Linked DNA regions of Gossypium hirsutum: region 2 is linked to region 1. A link is a contact called in public Hi-C data. All regions are on one chromosome and are shown on one strand. Each heading gives the region's core, a stretch centred on a gene start, on an enhancer-like site or on the middle of the called end of the contact. The rest is flanking DNA. Distances are from core to core; before and after follow the strand shown. Region 1 holds the start of LOC107901713 (probable LRR receptor-like serine/threonine-protein kinase RFK1). Region 2 holds the start of LOC107938537 (protein NRT1/ PTR FAMILY 4.5).

Region 1 (3,026 bases), core at 202-2,701:
TTTCACAAAATTAATGTTAACAAGTTGATTAAAAGAACATCTTCCCATTTCGTTTTGTTGTGTTTCAATTCAACTTAGAATAAAAAGCTTACAAGTCCCTCAAGTTCCTCAGATCCGCAAGTTCTGATGGCAAATTTCCACTCAATCTGTTAGATGACAATCTTCTGAAAAAACACAAATGCATTACATCGTTCAAAGACTACTAAGAGACATATTCAAGACTGAAAAAAAAAGCAATGCTGTATCGTTCAAATACAAAGTCTTCAATGTCTTACAAAGTTTCCAAGTTCACCAACTGCCTGAGCTCCGGTGGGACTTGTCCTGAAAAATTGTTTACTTCAAGGTCCCTGTAAGATTCATAAGCTAAGGTTAATTTTCATTCAATTGGCTCTAAATGGATTCCATTTTCAAAATTAGACGACTTAAAAGCTTACAAGTACTTAAGGGTGCTAATGTTCCCCAGAGAGCTTGGAATTGATCCGAATAATCGGTTTCCGAAGACAGAGCTGCATGAAGATTATATAGTTAGCTCCATAACAACCAATTATGGTGAATTAGAAGGCAACTGAGTTTAACTCACATTTTCTCCAACTGCATTGAACCCCATTCAGTTGGTATGGAACCATTGAGGTAGTTATAAGCAAAATCACTGCAGGCAATATTAAGATTGTTGCAATACAACCTAAATTTATATCTATGCAGGTGACACCATGTCAGAGATTAAAAAAGAGTTTGTGTTGCTTACATCTCTTTGAGGTTAGGAAGATTTACTAGCTCTGATGGAAGTTTACCAGGAAGGTTCTGACGCTTAAATATCCTGAAATCATGTACACACACACACACTCACCTTTGAGTCCGGATCTCGTTTTAAAAACCAAAGAATTTGGAAAACCTACAAATGTGTGACATGGCAGGTATCATTCTCGCAGTGGCAAGTAACATTTCTCTCAGGGACAAACCCTATATCTACAGTGGCTGTGTCATTCTCTTGGCAAACATTTCCATCAAAATTCCAGTTTATAGCTCCCATTGTTCTGGCTATTTGATTCAGCACTGTCACTGTATAATAACACAACTCCATCAAAAAGAAATCCCAAAAAGCATAACAACAAGAAGAACATACCCTCATCTTCGGGCAGCGTGGCAGCCTCAACTTTATGTGTTCCAATCCAACTCAAGGCTAGTAAATATGATAGCAGAATCAGGGTCTTGATCAACATCTCTTCCTGTTAAACTTTCCTGCAAAACAAACAGAAAACTTTTCTGGGATTATGTACAGATCCTTTTTCTTAAACAACTAGTCCTTTGGTTTGACTTTATGTAATGGATCGGGGTAAACTTGCGACTAAATTGCAGATGGTTATACTAGTCAACGGTTAAACTGCTTGCAAGGAAAGTAGCCACCATTAATATTATTATTGACCTTTCATCACAGACTTATCGCGTAGCCTGACCTAATTAACCACGGTCTTGAAATACCTTGTCTGATTCTAACTTAAACTTTGCATTTTTCTAGTGATTTTTCATGGGAATTCATGGACGTGTGCTGTTTTGACACGGTAGGTTACTTAATATTTTCAAACCGCATGCAAGACAAAGATCAGTACGTTGTTCCCTTCCTGTATAAATATATTATATTTGTAGTCAATTTTCAGTTTTTGACACTCAAAACTCATTGATTGGCTAATTTAAACAAAGCAAGAAATGTGAATGGTTTAACTGCTACCTTTTTAACTTGGAAGCGGACCCATCAAAAAGTCCAGGATTTTTTACAAAACTAACCCAAAAATTTTAATTAATTATATAAATGACTCATTTTTTAATTAAACACGTAAATGACCTAAAATTTACAGTGAAAGTTGGTGGAACCAAAGAGTTTGGCGTCACCAACCAAGATAAAAAATTAATTTTTTGGTGGAACCGTGTAGAATGACGCCACCTGTATAAATATTAGATAAATACTATGATTTCTAAACAAATGGAGGGCCTTTAAAAAATTTCTTTTTTTTATGGAGACAAATAAATTGACGCTCCCAGTTTCTAAAGTTGCCATCCCTTTTTCCTTTTAAAATTTTAAATATATATAAATTTGCGTGACTCAACTTCCAAAGTTGCCCAACTCCCTTTTTTTTAATTTTAAATATATTAAGAAAACCTTTTTTTTTTCTTTACCTATTAAAAAATATATTAAAATTTTAAAATTGGTTAATACTTAAAATTTTTTTAATAGGTTCAAAATGTTAATATATTTTAATATATCTAAATATATTAAGTATATTAAAATTTTAAAATTGGTTATACTCAACATTTTCTTTAACATATTTAAAATTTAAAATTTTTTTAATTTTTTAAAATTTTAAATATATTAAAAAATATTTTTTCTCTTTACCTATTAAAAATATATTAAATATATTAAAATTTTAAAATATATTTTAAAAAACTATATTGAATATATTAAAATTTTAAAATTAATTATACTTAACATTTTTTTAATATATTTAATTTTTTAAAATATATTAAATATTTTAAAATTTTAAAATTGGTTATACTTAACCTTTTTTAATATATTTAAATTTTTTAAATTTTTTAAAATTTTAAATATATTAAAAAAATCTTTTTTGTCTTTACCTATTAAAATATATATTAAGTATATTTAAAATTTTAAAATTAATTATACTTAACATTTTTTAATATATTTAAAATTTTAGAAAACTTTAAAAAATCACATTGGAAATTGGGGGGCCAATTTATTTGGCTCTACCAGGAAATGGAAAAAAATTTTAAAGTCCCTCCATTTTTTTAGAAATTATAATATTTTTCTGATATTTATAAAGGTGACCCATTCTACATGGCTCCGCCAAAAATTTAATTTTTTTATAGCTCCATCAACTTTTATCGTAAATTTTAGGTCATTTATTTGTTTAATAAAAAAAGTCATTTATATAATTAATTAATTTTTTAGGTTAATTTTATTAAAAAAAAGGCCAAAAGTCCATCTTGAAAGCAACACGTACGGTCAGGAAAAT
Region 2 (3,026 bases), core at 259-2,758, 310 kb before region 1:
CTTCCAAAGCAGCTTCCTTGTCTTTGTCAATCTCATAAAGCTCCAGAGGGTTCTCAGGGAGTTTAAGATTTCTATTGCGGATTGCTGCAACAAAAACCTTCAAGCAAACCAAAAGCAAGTAAAGTTCTGTCCATGGCGAGATGAACTATATATGAATGAGAATTAATTGATGGAATTTCATGCAAGCAAACCTGAATGAGTTCCAGAAGGACACTACTTCCTTGAACCACATGTATCCTATACAATGGCCATCCCAATACAGCAACGATGAGAGCCAAGAACATGGCGATGGCAGAGACTCCGAATCCAACATCCCATCCTTTATGATCATCAAGCCAGACATAGAGCGTTAAACTAACTGCACCACCAATGCACAAGGCGAACAATAAACCGTTGAAGAAACTGGACATTGTCTTAGCTTCTCGAGGGTCTTTCTCATCGAATTGATCAGCTCCATGGGATGGTATCGAGGCTTTAATCCCCGCCATTCCCGCAGCAACCAAGTATAGAGCAACGTAGAGGAACACAGTATCACTACTTTCAAGTTTCTCGCAACGAGAAGTCGGATCGAAGACGTTACAAGGCGGTGGCCTGAGGCTCGAATAGTGAGCTTGCGCTGTGAGCAATGCTAGTCCCTAGATATAACGATCATTCACAAAAAAAAAAAAAAAAAAACACACACACACACACACACACACACACACACCATGAAACCAACAAGTTTGTCAGTTGCTTTATGAAGTTTCTAGTCTGCCATGAAATTAAGAACCATGAAATCTAGCTCTAGCAATAGCCTACCAGGAACTCAACGGATCCAGAAATGAGAATACTTTTAAATCTGCCAATATAAGTGTCTGCGAAGACAGCAAAGATAATAGAAAGGATATAACCAGTCCCCATGAAGTTGGTTAGAGCATTAGCTGCATCAGATACTTCGAAGTGCAAAATCCCATTGAAGTAAGTCGTCAGGTTGACGGCCAAATGAAGATTTGCCAAGTTCTCAAATGCAAACGCCACTGCAGAAAAACAACAAGTCCTATACATGTGAGTTCATAACCAAAAAGTTCTTCTCCATTTTGCAATACAAAGGATGTATAGTAAAGCCTTCACTTACATAGAACGAACAAAGCAGCTCTCAGTCCTCCATGCTTGTGCTTCACAGCTGTTTCCCCCTTCCAATTCACCTTACCATCAACAAGCTCGAGTTTCTCCTACAACAAAAGCATGAAAATATTTTATTCCCTTCACCGGAAAATGAGTGAGCAAATGATGCCAAGAATATCAGAAAATATACCATTGCTACTTAATTAACTTGCAGGCTGGTCCTGTTTGCCTAGTGCAACAGATTAATCACCAATGGTAGGACAAGCAACGAGAAAGTTGTTTATATAAATTGGTTCAAAGAGAGTGACACTAATGGTGGACGAAGGCAGTTCATAGACCACAACACAATGCAGCTGGATATTGCCGACTTAAGTAGGAGATAGTTCCCCTAGCAACTTGGAATTAAGCATGCATGGAAATGACGTAGTGACATACGAAATTCTAATAGTCAGAAGTACTGTTGGAAGTGATTTTGAAATCGGGACATATAACAAAGTAATGGAACAAAAATAAGCAGAAGGAATTTTAGGTTACTCAAATGAATCAAAATATCGGAATCTGTTTGAACGTCGCCCACAAAGCTGTCAGCACCCTATGAAAATAATACAAATATATCTATAATACCGGATGCCTCTTTTGTGTGAAACTTGAGGGCATTAGTTAATGACTTAATATTACATTGTTCTACGATGTGGGTCCGGTGATGATTCATGAAAGAAAGCATTGTTTTTGTTGGGGAGGAAAACCCAAACTGAAAGTTGACAGAACTCACAGGAAGGATCGGTTCACTTTGTATATTACGATCTGGATTGATAGGTAAGATGTGACATCAAAGTGTTGCTGACATGGTGTTACAAGAAACCCCTTCTTTTTGTCCTGACGCTCGCCAATTACTGTCTAATGGGTCTGCCTTTTCTCTTTATCACTCAGATTTTTCGAGTCCTGGACAATTATGGCGGCTTTGACTGTTTCAAAGCATTTTCTTTTAATTGTATAATTATATTGGTTATTCTATTTTTTATGTGTAATTATTCGGAAAGCAATAAAATGTTTTTATTTCACATACAGATTAAAATTATATGATATGTAATATTGAATTTCTTAATTTCTTAAATATAACTTAACCACATATCAATTGTTTTGGGTAGAGGAACACGTTATGAAATGTTTCATCAATTTTTACTTGCAAAAATTAATATAATCATTCAAATATATCATCATCAAGAAATTCATAATAACCAAGTTTATTAAAATATACAATCACTTTACGATAACTAAGTTAATTAAATTATACAATACCCTATACATGCAAACACATTAATAATTATAAAACATAAAAAATATTAACTAAATTCAATAACATTAATAAATTACATGTAAAATAAATGCTAAATTAAATCAATGAAAAATTGTGAACAAAAGGATCAAATTGAATCAAAATTTAAGCTTAAAGGACCTAAATTGAAGATATGCCAAAATTAAAGAAAAAAAAAACTCAATAAATTGTATTATTTAATTTTTTATTATTACAACCTTTACAAATCACTCAGACATGAAATAAACAACTTCTAAAACGAACCCAACGCCATATTTTTGCATTAACTTCTTGCAGATAACTGTTGAAGTGCGCTGATCTCATTCAGACTTTTCTAAAACGAACATGTTGGGTGAGTTTTCCATTTCTTTTCATGTTGAAATCTTTCATCATGTCGCATGTTACAAATAATCATTTATTTTGTAGAGGTATAAATTAATATGTCACATTAAAAATATTTTTATGCGTAGGTTGAGTGGTATGTATCAGTGAGGTAGAGGTGGTATTTATTTAACATAGAAATTTAATGATATGGTTTTAATTATTATTTTTTCAATTATACCCTCGTATAATTAAATAAATTACATTTAGATTTTGAATAAAGGGT

The links. A called contact is a pair of places that touch in the nucleus more often than the background predicts.
Region 2: a contact with region 1 is called in a Hi-C map of leaf, with 1.8 times the contacts expected there. The contact joins the promoter of LOC107938537 here to the promoter of LOC107901713 in region 1. A contact is called at or near these places in 4 of 34 Hi-C or Micro-C datasets (anther and leaf).

The regions. Positions count from the first base shown.
Region 1 is chrD06:50,677,539-50,680,564 of Gossypium_hirsutum_v2.1, reverse strand. LOC107901713 (probable LRR receptor-like serine/threonine-protein kinase RFK1) reads right to left here and starts at 1,451. Exons shown (of 22, transcript XM_016827811.2): 1 at 1,124-1,451; 2 at 897-1,059; 3 at 746-817; 4 at 581-649; 5 at 435-506; 6 at 276-347; 7 at 93-164. The coding sequence starts at 1,220.
Region 2 is chrD06:50,987,493-50,990,518 of Gossypium_hirsutum_v2.1, reverse strand. LOC107938537 (protein NRT1/ PTR FAMILY 4.5) reads right to left here and starts at 1,508. Exons shown (of 5, transcript XM_041095851.1): 1 at 1,295-1,508; 2 at 1,115-1,211; 3 at 799-1,016; 4 at 192-635; 5 at 1-97. The coding sequence starts at 1,297.